Linked DNA regions of Mus musculus: regions 1, 2 and 3 are each linked to region 4. A link is a contact called in public promoter capture Hi-C data. All regions are on one chromosome and are shown on one strand. The core of a region is the stretch at or near the end of the contact, and the rest is flanking DNA. Distances in the headings are between cores, read along the strand shown.

Region 1 (3,019 bases), core at 452-2,951, 1.1 Mb after region 4:
GCGGTCACATGGCTGGGAACAGGGGTATAACTTAGCGAAGCTTCTTCTCTCCAAAGCCCTGGGGTTAAGCCATAACACCAAAGCTGGGGAGACCTAGGAGAGACATTCAGGAGAGAAATCACTTGCATTTAAGGTGTCAGTACAATATTACAGAGCGGAAGCTGCCATGGGTCTCTTCCCTTCTGTGCTTCCAGAAGTTTAAGAGTCGGTACTGTAATGATCCAGGCTGGGAGCAAGTAAGTGGATGTTCTCACGCCGACCCACAAGCAAGAACAGACAAGAGGTTTCCTGTGGTGCCGCCCTGCCTCTCCATCTGCGTGAGGGATGGATTCCTGTGTGCGGATGCGCCACGCATGCCACAGCACAGGCAAACCTTCTTGTGGATAGAACATCACTGTCCAGGCAACAGGACCCTGGTGCTGTCAGGTGGGCAGCTTCTCACATTCCTCACCACCAAATAAGTAGAGATTGGTTGTTAAATGTTCCACGTTTTAGGACTACCCTGGAAAAAGTCATGGTTTACACAAAGATAAATTATAGTGGAGATAGGATTTCTTCATTTTTCAAAGGACTGTCAGTTTTAAAAAGCAAATCACCATAGCGTGAGCCATGGCTTACCCCAACATTTGCCTCCACAGTTCAGGGACACTAGCATTATTAAATAAGAAGGAGGGCAGGCATATTAAGAATTGAAAGTGCCCATACTGGCTGAGATTCTAGAGTTAGTGCTAAAACTCTGGGGTTCAAGAAAAACCATGCTAGCAAATAAAATAGCCTTGATGGCTCCGGAGACCTGTAGGTCTGAGAATCGAGTATCTCTGGCGTTTTCACAAAGTTCTCTCACATAGCTTGCTTCAGTGTGAGTGAATGAGCTGTTCTGAGAACTCTAGGTGGAGGGGAGGAATTGGAAGCGTCTACAGATGGAAGCCCAGATCTGTCTGTCTGTCTGTCTGTGTCGAAGATGACATGAACAGGAACCCATGTTAGCTCACTGTCTGCTTCCTCAAACCTAGTGCCTGACACGGGAGGTAGCACACATGGATGATGATTTTGGCGCAATATCCGTGCAAGCTGGGTTTGGGAGGTATAAACGTGTTTAAGACAAAGTTCGCCCCCCTCCCCAACAACGTCTGGGAAGACATCAGACTAAAGCGACTGGTGGTGCACAGTATCTGGTCGAGAAGCAGCTTGTGTTAGGAAAAAGGTAAAAAACAAAAACAGAACGAGACAGGTGCCCCATCGCGGAGAGCAAGTCAGAATTTTGGGTCCATCTGCTGGGTAGACAGTTTTGTAGAATGCGTTCTCAGTGGAACTTTTGACGTTTACAGTTTTAGAGTCTCTTAGTACTCCTCTCTGGTGAGCGCGGGGAAATTTGCATATGTGGCATAGAGGAGGGGACAGGGATAGCCCCAATTTGCAGGGCCGCTCTCCTCCCGTGCCGGTGACGCTTGCCAACTTCGCAGAGGTCTGGACCAAGCGCGCAGTCATATTTTCAGAGAACTTAACAGATTTGCAGCAGGTAGCCCGGGGTCACGGTCACTTTTCTGGCTGGCAGTTTTGCAGAGCCCGCCAGTTCTGTAGGGAGCGCTCTATCTGCCCAGTTCCTGCAGCCGCAGGGGTCGCCCAAACGTCGCAGAGGGGGGGACGCAGCACGTGGGCGGCGAGGGCTTCCCGCGCGAGCTTCCCGCGCGAGCTTCTCCCGCGGCGGGCTCCGTAGCGCGCGTTCCCGCTCGCCCCCAGCTTTCCCGGGCTGCAGGCACAGCCCCGTCCGGCCCGCCCGCTCCTCCCCCTCCGCCTCTGGGACTTTTGCTTTCAGTTTTCCCAAAGCTGCCCTCGACCCTTGCGGAGGACGGACGCTGCCGTGGGCTCCTGGCCGCCGCCGTGGGAACGGTAACTTGGGCCGCCATCGCGGCTTTCCCTCCCCTCTTCCGCGAGCTCCTTCCTCCCGCGCGTCCCCGCCCAGAGTCCCCCTCCCTCCCGCAGGCTCGCAGAACTTGCTTGCAGGGCGCTGTGGCGCGGAAGGCTCTCCAACATGCCTGGCCATCGCCCGCTTTGCTCGGCACGGCGGTCCCTTGGTCTTCTGGACCAGGGTCTCACGACATCCGGTGCCATTCCGGATGTAACAGGGAAGAAAGAGCGGGTGTAGGGCAGTAGATGTGGTTGTTTGAACCCGCAAGGACTACCTTGTCAGACCGGGAACTTAGGCGCTGCCGGGTCCATTTAATGGGAATCTTGGGCGGTTCTGGTGGCTTGTGCTCAGGGAAAGAGGGAGTTAGGTGCATAGGTCTTTAACCTAGGCGAAGTGTGCTTGAAACACTCTTTCTTGTCTGGGGACCCTTGCATCGGGACTCTTAGACTCTTACAGTGACTTAAGACTGGTGAAAAACTGGCAAGCGACACTTGTCAGTATGAGCTCCAGGCGACACCTCACCTTTACTCCTTGGCCTTTCGGGTTTATGGGGAAGTAAGTTTATTAGTAGGCACAGGCGGTGTTTGTAAGCAGTTCACAGGCCTTTCTCTTGAGCTGAGATAACTGATAAGGCCCTGGTTTTCTGTTGACAAGCTGTTTCTTCCTTCAGATTTTGGCCAGCGTAACCTTACACCCCTGTCCATATTGTTAAAGCCTAGCATTACAATCTGCCACTCTGCAACCTCCTATAGGACATGGGCAAAGTCTCTAGTTCCCTCATGGTGTGAACCTCAGGTGACACTGATGGGTTGGGTGGCAGCCTCGGGACTTTTTCACTTAAGGAAGTATGCATTTGGGCAGGAGGTGAGCCTGTTCAATGTTGCTGTGTTTGGGAAGCAGGCAGCCTGTTTCCTCAGGAAGACCCACCTCAATCAACTTGCTTAGCCTGCTTTCTCTTGCTGGGATAAACACCATGACCATAGAGAGGAAAGGCTTTATTTCATTTGACGACTTCAGGTCACAGTCTGTCATTGAGGGAAGTCGAGGCAGGAGCCTGGAGGCAGGAAATCTGATTACTCACTCAGCTACCATTAGTACACAGCCTGTGGA
Region 2 (3,048 bases), core at 386-2,885, 1.1 Mb before region 4:
TGTCCGTCTATGCTCACTCTAAAAGTTAAAACCGATCTGAGGGGGGGTAAGAACTGGATCAGGAAGGCCATTCGGGAGGCTAGAAGAATAAATAGACTAGCCCTGAGGTCATGGTGGTTTGAAGGGACAATGGCAGTGAAAGTGCAGAGGAATAATGGGCGGGAGAAGCCCTGAGAAGGTAGAGTTGTGTCAATGACCTCAAGTAAAGGGGAATGAGGCATGATGATGGGCGTGTCTGTGAGCACCACCCGTGCTGTTTCCTGAGATGCTGAAGCTGGAGCGAAGGGGACAGGGACAAAGGCCACTTCGGCTGTGCACTTGCTAAGTTGAAGATGCCCCATTGTCATTCAAGCAGAGGCCTCAAGAAGGAAGGCTGCTGTTGCAGGATATTTGATCTGCACTGGAAAAAATTTGCAGTGGTGTGGTTCAGCCCTAGAATACACCTTCAATACAAGAGCTTAATAAATTCAACGCTAAGTGAAGAGGTGGGGCAAGCAAGCAGCTGACAGGAAGTGAACATAGGTAAATGGAAAGGCCGGGCTTTGAGTTGAAGGGGATTTAAGAAGCAGGAGGAGCCTTTTCCTTCTGGGACCCTCGGTGGAGTAGGAAGGTCAGCTGGGTGCTTCCTCTTCCTGTCGGAGGTAGCAGGCTTTCACCCCAGCATCTAGCTTCTGAGTCTTCATTGGTAAAATTGAATGCTTGGGTTTTTTTTTTTTTTTTTTTTTTTAAACAACAGGCTGCAGGTGGGACTAGTCCTTAGAACATAGGAGTGCCCCATGAGAGATAGTTTTAAAATTTTGCCACCCCTAAGCATCCATGGTAGAACTAACATTACCACCTCAGCTCCTTTGCAGGTCTCCTGGGAGTGCCAGGCCCACCGAGGTGTTGAATTCTGTTCTCATGCCTTCTGTTGTTTACTTGTGATGTTAGTGTCCAGGAATCCCGGACCATAGGTAGTCATCGCAGGTGCCGTGGAACTAGGCTCATCGCAAGCTGGGGAGTGGAAGGGATGGTACACTTGAAGGCCAATGCAGGAGAATGGTCTACAGCTTCAGAAGTCCCGGGAGACCAGGGAAGCCAGCCCCGAGGAAGGAGATCAAAGATGTCAAAGATCAGTGAAAAATGGAATTGAATATTAAGAGAGACTGCTAAGAAAATCAATAGGAGCTAGCCAGGGAGGTGTTGAGGCTGGGCCATAAACACATAGGTTTAGGGAAGAGGGGCAGGGCAGGGCATTGTGGGCTCCCCGGAGAGGACAAACCCCTAACTTCGTGACTCTAATAGAGGAAAATGACAAGACACCATGGCAGAAATTGTCAACTATAGCCGACCTGTTTGCTTAGGACGGTATAAGAAGCTTGATTCTCCCTCCTTATACAAAGCTAGGGAGAAAATCTGTTTGCCTGCGGGAGAGACGGGGCCGGCTTCCCGTCCAAGTCTAGGCTTTACTGTTCTCTCCCTCTTGTCCAGCCTCAGCTCGCAGTCTCTCTTCTCCTTTGTCTCATAATTTGACACCCCTGAATTAGGCCAGCAATAGATAAACTGAGAATTAACTGTGTCCTAGTGCATAGTAGATGTGCTAGCGGGATAGGATCGTACTGGTGGATAAGTGTGTCCTGCTGGGATGGGCGTGTCCTGCTGGGATGGGCGTGTCCTGGTGTCAGCGGCAGCTTTCATTTCGCTCCCTGGCTGACACTGAACCAGGCTCAGCCACCTCTCATTTCTTCAGCAACTTCTTTGTTTACTTGGAGAATGAGAGGACATAGACCCCGGGGAGAGGAGAGTCTACACAGCGGTAAAGGGAAGAGGACGATGCTCACGTGACTCAGCACAGCCGTGCCTTTTAGTCTGAATGTCTTAAGCCATCAACTCACCAGTCCTAGTGAGAGTTGCAGATCTGCCTTTTGCGGATCTGCTGAGCTGTTGGGTGGATCGCCCTTCTTCTGATCTTCAGTCAGTGATGATTCTTGTCTCCCTTTACTATGGTTTGTGACTTTAAAAAAGAACGAAGTAAAGCAATACACACAAACTCTTCATAAAGACACTAGCCACGGCTATTACCCTTGACGCAAATTCATGCTGGTTTGCAATGAGGTGTGTGCATGCACCCCGGACCCTGGGGATCATGCCTGCCAGGCAGTGCCAAGCACTGGACTGTACCCTGCTGCAGGGTATTCAGCAGGACACCTGCACAGAGCAACAATCCCAGGCCAAAAAGAGCTGCACTTCCCAGCAGACAGTGTGAGGTGAAACTAAGAAAAGACTCTGCTATTTCATTGGAACTATCAACTTTAAAAAAAATAAAAAAACTCATAAATTACTGCTGATATTGTTTCTAATTCTGGATATGCTTAGGAAATATTTGGCAAATTGAACAAACACCGATGTGATGTAACCCTTCCTCTGAGCCCAGTGGGAAGAAAGTATTGCTGTATTGTGTTTTTACAAAAGGGACTGAGTTCAACAGCGAGACCCATCCTCAAAAGCTCCCTTACCAGGAACCAGGAATAGGCTTGTCAGGGCCATTTCTCTTTACAGAATCCTGTTTGGGCAATCAGCAGTTATTTCTGGGAGACTCTTGGGTGTAGAAACTGCCACGGTTCAGCAGAGGAAGGAAAGAGGGCTATAAGGACCTAACAATTCAAATCTAGAATTTATCCTTGAAAATGTCTCCTCAGAGGCACACAAAGCTATGAAAAAAGCTGTGCACACAAGCCCTCAGTGACAGACTGCCGAGCAAGGAACACCTGTGTGGCCCACAGACCTGTCCACGGAAGAGCTGTCCACAAACTAGGCACTCTCTCACAATGCAGTACTCAGGCACGGCTCTTAAAAACCAGGTAGACAACATGACTGGCTAAGCATGATCTGAACAAAGATGCTGTGGATAGACATGCTAATGTTGAACATGGGAAGCTCTGGGGGCCTCCACTCTAAAACTACAGGCAACTGAGGAGAGTCGAGAAGGTCTTCCCTACGGAAGGACACACACACACCTAACAATTTGGCTACATAACTGTGTATACTTATAATATTTGTGTGAGTATG
Region 3 (3,325 bases), core at 739-3,238, 1.1 Mb after region 4:
GGGATCTCGGGTCCCTATCCCAAATCCAAGCCCATACCCATTTAACTCAGGGCTCGGGGCACATAGGCTGCATTGTTCCTGGACTCCCAGGATCAGCTCTGGCTAGGCTTTCTGCTCGTCCTTACACACTACCCAGCTGTCCCTGAAGATCCAGCGTAGCCACATTCTGATCTTGTACCATGATAGAGCCTCCCTACAAACAGACCCGACGATAACCAGCCAGCTCACAGCCTCTTTGGGTTTGTTCCTCTCTCCAGAGACCATGTCTCTGTTTTGATCCTCTATACTTCTCCAAGGGTCGTGGATAGCCACATGCTCAGGATGGAGACGAGCAAGTGGGTGTGGTTTTCCCTACGCTCTTGGAGGATAAGCAGGCTCACCAGGATCACAGTATGCTTGGTTTTCTATGAAGCTCAAGGGCTATGCTGAAGGGAAGCCAATAGCCATGGTTTTGAAACCTGATCTGTCTCGTATTATAGGACCTTGATCAATCCTTGAAAAAAAAAAATGTATCAAACTTCAGATAAAGTGCCTGCAAGATCACAAGGTATTGGCTATGATTAGGAAAGTAAAGTTATGTGACAAAAGCTATTAGTTGCGGCGACTAAGCAAGTTGTTTCCTTCTCTGCTTCCCTCCTGCCCATCTCTCTGCCCTGGCCTACACACTTCAGAAAGAATCACTACAGTCCTTCTCAGGAGCACAGTTCCTCTATGGTTCTCCACAGCACTCCACTGAAAAGGCAAGGCCTCAGGCCACACTGCTCAGCAGGCAGTAGGTTAAAGATATAGACTACCTCTGGGTCTCTGCCGTACTCCTTATCTGGGCCCGTCCAAACAAGCCATCACCCACCTTGGTCAGCTACTAAAAGAAGTTGAGGAACCCTGGGAATGGAAAATTCTAGAATTGAGAGTCAGGAACCATTACTTGCCCGCAGCACTGCGGCTGCAGTCCTGGGCTTCAAACTTTTTCCAAACTCAGGAACTGGAGCTGGGATTAGCTTCTCTCCCTTTGGAGCTGTGCATCATGGGAAGCTTGAGCACTGGTTCCTCCGAGAAGCCCAGGGTAGCTAGCAGGTGACTTGGCTCCACCCTCCCCTTGTAGGCGTGTCTGAATCAAGTTCACAAGGCTGAACCCCTTCTGCTCTCCCTTTAGGGTGACTCGGGGGGCCCTCTAACCTGTGAGAAGGATGGAACTTACTACGTCTACGGGATTGTAAGCTGGGGCCAGGAATGTGGGAAGAAGCCAGGAGTCTACACTCAAGTCACCAAGTTCCTGAATTGGATAAAGACCACCATGCACAGGGAGGCTGGCCTCTGAGGTGCTGTCTGCAGAGCCTTGAAGCCCCTCGTCTTTAGCACCAAACAAGAGGGGCTTCCTGCGTAGCCAGGGATGTCCTGGGTCCATGCTCTAGACAGAGGCATTGTTGCCCAGCCTGGGCCTTTCCAGACTGGCACTATATCATTTCATGAGGCCTTTTCTCTCTGGGAACCAACAAGAAATACATTATCTTTGCCCCCGTTCTGACAAGTGTACCTTCTAGATAACCAGAATTCAGAGACGTTCTCCACCATGGAGACTGCGAATCTGAGATCCCTGCTTGCCCCGCACCAGGAGATGTTTCCTTGACTCTTTATCTTTTGTCCATACCATCAGGGTCCTCCACAGAACCAGCCATTCTCATGCAGCCATCAGAGAGAAGCCCCCAAAACCACAAGCTCTTTGTTTGCTTTCAGAGTTGTTATTTTAATAAAGGCAGATGTGGGCACGGGGAGGGTGTGCCAGTTTTTTTTTTTTTTTAAAACACTCGCTCATCCAGACCAAAGCCACAGAGGCATGCCTTTGGCAAGCAGCCCTCAAGGGGGCTTCTTAAGGAGGCTCACATCAGCAGAGTCTTCTTCTTGTGGATATGCAGGATCTCCGAGGCATCCGGGTTCACCCCCCTGCTCTGATGATCTCCTAGCGCCGCTGCTGCCTCTGGCTCCACCTGCGGAAGCCACACATAGCGCCCCACCTCCACTGAGTTCACAGGAAACCCCGTTGCTGCTCCCACAAGCCGTGCTAAGATGCCCGGCAAACATCTAACGAGCTCCCCACCCCTCCTTTGTCCTCTCTTCCACCCCGGTCCAAGAAAAAGGATCCTCAAGGCAGAGATGAGAAGGAAGCAAAACCTGCTTCTCATTTAGATGTGCTGTCTCTCTCCTGAACAAAGTAGGGTTCAAAATGCAGACTGCTGGAGCCAGCAAGTCCCTGACCCTTTCCGCGAATGTAACGAGCAAGCAGTCAGCACAGCCTGGGCTGCCCTGGCCCGGGATTGATGTCGCCCTGGTAGGTTTGCCTCTGCAGAACTAATGGCTGTGACTTCAGAGGAAGCCCGCGGGAAGTTTAACCCAGGTGTCATCCGCCCGGTCATCTCAGACCCATGAAATTAGGCGCCTTGTTCGGCTGCCTTTCACGCTTCTTTAGAACTAGCTGACCTTTGGCCAAAAATAAACTTTGAAAAGCAACAACGGGTTTGTATTTCCCGTGGTCTCGCAAGGCAGGGTGCAGCTTGCGGCCTGTTACTCACAGAAGCCCCCCGGATCCCCGGGCCCCTCCTGTTGGCCAGTTCTGCAGCCCGTCGAGCCATTTCCACTTTGTAGGAGCCAGGAGGGGTCCAGCCAACACCTCGAGTCAGGTTCAAGTCAGATTTGTACTTGACCTTGAGGGAAGGAAGGAGCAAGAGGAAAGTCAGCAAGATTGGGTGCTTTGACAGTGGAGTGAGGGAGATTTAAAAGGCAGCCCGGAGATGCTGGACCACACTGACATCATTAAAGTCAGAACAAAGAGCGGTCATGTGATGCAGAGGACCTGAACAATAAGCCTGGCCAGCCACTATGCATTTGCTCCCAAAATTCCAGTTGGGTAATAAAATACCCTGGAGATACCTGGTTCAAGTCTGAGCTCCTATCTCTGTGTCCTTGTAAAACTCACCTCCCCTCTCTGAGCTTCAGTTGCAAATCAGGGAAAGCATAAAACTGGCTTCTGTAATTATCAAGACCCCATGGAAATAGCAGAACGGAACCACCATGGGCCCGAGCTTTCAGACCGGACAGCTGCTGAGGTGGCAGAGCACATGACCAACATGCATAAGGCCCTTGGCTCAATCCCCAGTACAAGTTAATTAATTAAGAAAAATAAGAAGTTGGGCTATGTCATCAAATACCCTGGGGCTGCCGCTTATTTCCTGTGTGATCTTAGGTTGCTTAATTTCACCTGGCTTGGGTTCCTTGTCTGTTAAAAAGGCCACACCACCCAATCCTGAGAAAGCATTTGGTACATTTGTGG
Region 4 (2,917 bases), core at 9-2,508:
AGTAGATAGATATGGCGGGGGAGAAAGTGAGTGTGTATTCATCTGTAACCTGACTAAAGCTCTTTCATAACAGGGGTGATAATCTCTCAGCTCACTTGTGTGGGAGGCAAAGAAAGATGTCAATTTGAAAGGAAAACATTTGAGCCACTTGACTCTTAGAAGAGGAAAAAAAAATCAAAAGAATTGGAAGAGAATGTGAGGGTATAAAGCCTTTTGTAAAGGGTAAAGTTGGAGCAAGGATGCAGGTTTCTTTCATCTTCCATTCAGAAATTCTTAAGAGGAGCCACTTAACAATTGTTGATGTCTCCGGAGGGAGGAAGGACTTCCGGGTTGTGACACTCTTAGGGTCTGGAAAGCATCCTAAAGGCAGGGTATGTGGTGACATTAGGAGCATCTCCTATAAGGGGAGTAGTATGCCTAACCCACTAGTATAGCTAGTGGTAGAGCTATAGTTGACCTAGTCTGTCTCTACGGTCTGCTCCATCGTATAGAAATCTTGGGCGATGTCAGAATCCTCCCCATGTGGGAAACATTTAGAGTGTCATTACCATGCGGTGGAACTGGATGGAAAGACAAGACAACAAGATCTTAGAATGACCCAGCCCTTGCTGAAACGGACACTTAATTCTAGAGATCCATGACGTCAAAAACAACAATTAGACTAGTTGGTGTGCTCCTGCTATGGGAGATGGGATAAAACAGGACTTAGAAACCAGAGATAGATATCCTAGATAGACATCTGAGGCTTGGCATGCACTTTCCCACCTGAGGTTTTCCTGGGGGGGGGGGGGACGCCGGGGGGGGGGGGGAGAAAAGTCTCCTGGGAAGCTGAGCTCCAAAATTAAACAAAAGCTAGAGGCACCTCTATCCGTCCTTCCCAAGGGGTCAGACCTGCAGGTCTCTGAGGTGTGGCACCGGTTTGTTTTTCCTGGTCTTTATAGCAGGGGTGGGTGGGTATGGGGTGCTCTCTGCACAAAGAAGGAATCCTAAGGTAGGCTAGCACTCTAGTGAAGTCTTCACCTTGAACTTCCTGTCAATCCTTGGAGGGATCAAGGCCGGGAAAATGCTACTTGATTCTGCGTGTCGTGAGGTTGCAGCGGGAGTGGGGGAGAGGGAGGGGGCAGAACCTGTCATCTCTCTTCCAATTCTGAGACCGAGGTCTCCTTGTGTCCCTGGGAGACCAGAACCTCAAAGGGTGATCGATTAAGACAACTGTGAACCCGGATAATGCTGAGGTGTAAGAGGGGTCACAGAACACATTTCATCCTTAAACTTGGCGGGGTGAGAGCCGGAGCTGAGCTGGTGTGTCTGCGGAAAGGGAGCCACTTCAACTGAATGGCTCTCTGCCCCCGTGGTTCCTGGCTTATTTATCTATTCTGTTGTCTCTGCGAGGTGCAGAGGTGCCTGGCTTTTTGAATCAGGGAGGTCTGGGGACTGGCGAAAGGAGCTACACAGAGAAAGAGACAGTCGTGCTGCATCTAACCTAAGGGCGGAGGTCCCTCTAGCTGGACTTTCCTGTCCTGCGAACGCAGCGGGGAACAACGTCACCTCCGTTTCTCTGGCAATGAACCCAGGGCCACCTCAACTCGTTTTCATTTGGATTTTCATCTTGGAGAAGAGCTAGTGGGACCAGCGGGAGCAGGTGGACTGTGTTGATGCAAAGGTGGCTCGTGTTTCAGCCCCTGGGGATTGAGGTTAAAGGCTTTGAAAACCGGCTAGGGTAGCTTTGGATATCTGTCTCCTCCTAGTCAAAAGCGGTTCCACTTTCAGTTGTGAAGGAGGAGGGAAAAAAAAGCCAAACCAGGAAGTGAAGTCCCCAGCACCAGCATGTCAGAAAGCCCGGCTATGGCCTGGCTGGGACAGATCAGGGCAGGGCAGAAGTGGGGCCACTAGCCAGGCTGCCTGCCTGCCTGCCTGCATGGACGCTCTGAAGTCACCCTGCCCGCGGAGAAGCCCGGGGTGAGGAAGGGAGGACCGAGGCTCTCCTGCCAGCAAGAAGCCGGAGCCAGAAAGCCTCACTCGGAAGCTCCAAGGCGTGCGTGCGGCCCTTCCCAGGGTAAGGGATCTGGAGCCGGGTGTGATCCTAGGACGGGGCTCCTGCACGCGTGACAGAGGCATCCCAAATCCCTCCTCCCTGCCCACTTCAGGAAGCTGCTTGGAATTCAAAGCTTGCTGTGCCTCCACGTGTGCGCGCCATGCTCTCTCTGCCTGGGAGTGGAGGGCTCCTCTGCATCAGGAGGGATGAGGGGAAGGAGGAAGAGGACACAGGGAGGGACTTTCTCTTAAGGGGTGGAATACAAGCAGAGACCTTTTGGCAGACCCGAGCACGTGGCGGCATAGCTCCCTGGGGTGGGCTGGGGGGTGGGGGTGGGGGGTTAACCCTGATTTTCACTGAGTTTTGACTCCCTCTGATGGTAAGAGCTAAGGAATCAGTCCAAAGAGATGGAGATACAGGCCGAATGAAGCTGGGTCTCTTTTCAGAGCTATAAACACTGGTTAGACCTAAGATGCTCTTAAAGGGTTTTGGGAGCCTTGAAAAGGGGCTGCAGGAGCTGGGCTTTGATACCTCCTAGTGGTATCGCCCCTCCCCCTCCCCTTTGACAGTCTAGTCTGAATGGCAGGGTTGAATCTAAACTTCCTACTTACAGTTGATTGGTGCCTTGTAAGAGGCAGGGTCTAAAATAAAATAAAGCATTGGTCAGGTTTAAAAACTGGAGATAGAAGGCAGTGGATTCTGACCCCGCCCTCTGTGTGCACATGGCAGTTATTTCAGGTAATTTTAGAATTCACCTTGGAAGGAACAGTATAAAATCTTGTGAGCATCACTCATGTGTCCGTCTCTACCAATGAAAGGCACAATAGACTAAATAAAACAATAGCTGTAAATGCAGGCGCTTTGAGAAAAGCAGGTAGCTTA

What was found. Promoter capture Hi-C pulls out the DNA fragments that hold promoters and counts their contacts.
Region 1: a promoter capture Hi-C map of the HPC-7 cell line shows a contact between it and region 4. The contact joins the promoter of Casp7 here to the promoter of Acsl5 in region 4. A contact is called at or near these places in 2 of 39 promoter capture datasets (the HPC-7 cell line and neutrophils), 1 of 115 datasets of contacts at active chromatin or transcription factors (pancreatic cancer cells) and 2 of 9 other capture datasets (adipose tissue and liver).
Region 2: a contact with region 4 is called in a promoter capture Hi-C map of pre-B cells, with 4 times the contacts expected there. The contact joins the enhancer-like site here to the promoter of Acsl5 in region 4. A contact is called at or near these places in 4 of 39 promoter capture datasets (the 3T3-L1 cell line, liver, pre-B cells and 1 more) and 4 of 115 datasets of contacts at active chromatin or transcription factors (embryonic stem cells and large pre-B cells).
Region 3: a promoter capture Hi-C map of the 3T3-L1 cell line shows a contact between it and region 4, with 6 times the contacts expected there. The contact joins the enhancer-like site here to the promoter of Acsl5 in region 4. A contact is called at or near these places in 12 of 39 promoter capture datasets (the 3T3-L1 cell line, 3T3-L1-derived adipocytes, the C10 cell line and 8 more), 1 of 115 datasets of contacts at active chromatin or transcription factors (large pre-B cells) and 1 of 9 other capture datasets (macrophages).

The regions. Positions count from the first base shown.
Region 1 is chr19:56,395,428-56,398,446 of GRCm38.p6, forward strand. Casp7 (caspase 7) reads left to right here and starts at 1,702. Exons shown (of 7, transcript NM_007611.2): 1 at 1,702-1,890.
Region 2 is chr19:54,113,381-54,116,428 of GRCm38.p6, forward strand. No RefSeq gene overlaps it. Among named protein-coding and RNA genes, the nearest start is that of Gm41865, 40 kb to the right of the region's middle. Within about 2 kb of position 1,636, at least 116 of the 459 cell types and tissues checked have an H3K27ac peak or open chromatin away from gene starts, as enhancers often do.
Region 3 is chr19:56,318,318-56,321,642 of GRCm38.p6, forward strand. Habp2 (hyaluronic acid binding protein 2) reads left to right here. Exons shown (of 13, transcript NM_001329935.1): 13 at 1,154-2,503. The coding sequence ends at 1,318. Nrap (nebulin-related anchoring protein) reads right to left here. Exons shown (of 42, transcript NM_008733.4): 41 at 2,568-2,699; 42 at 1,724-1,985. The coding sequence ends at 1,878. Among named protein-coding and RNA genes, the nearest start is that of Gm32257, 31 kb to the left of the region's middle. Within about 2 kb of position 1,989, at least 44 of the 459 cell types and tissues checked have an H3K27ac peak or open chromatin away from gene starts, as enhancers often do. A contact at or near this core is called in the HPC-7 cell line, where this site is marked.
Region 4 is chr19:55,252,111-55,255,027 of GRCm38.p6, forward strand. Acsl5 (acyl-CoA synthetase long-chain family member 5) reads left to right here and starts at 1,259. Exons shown (of 22, transcript NM_027976.2): 1 at 1,259-2,056.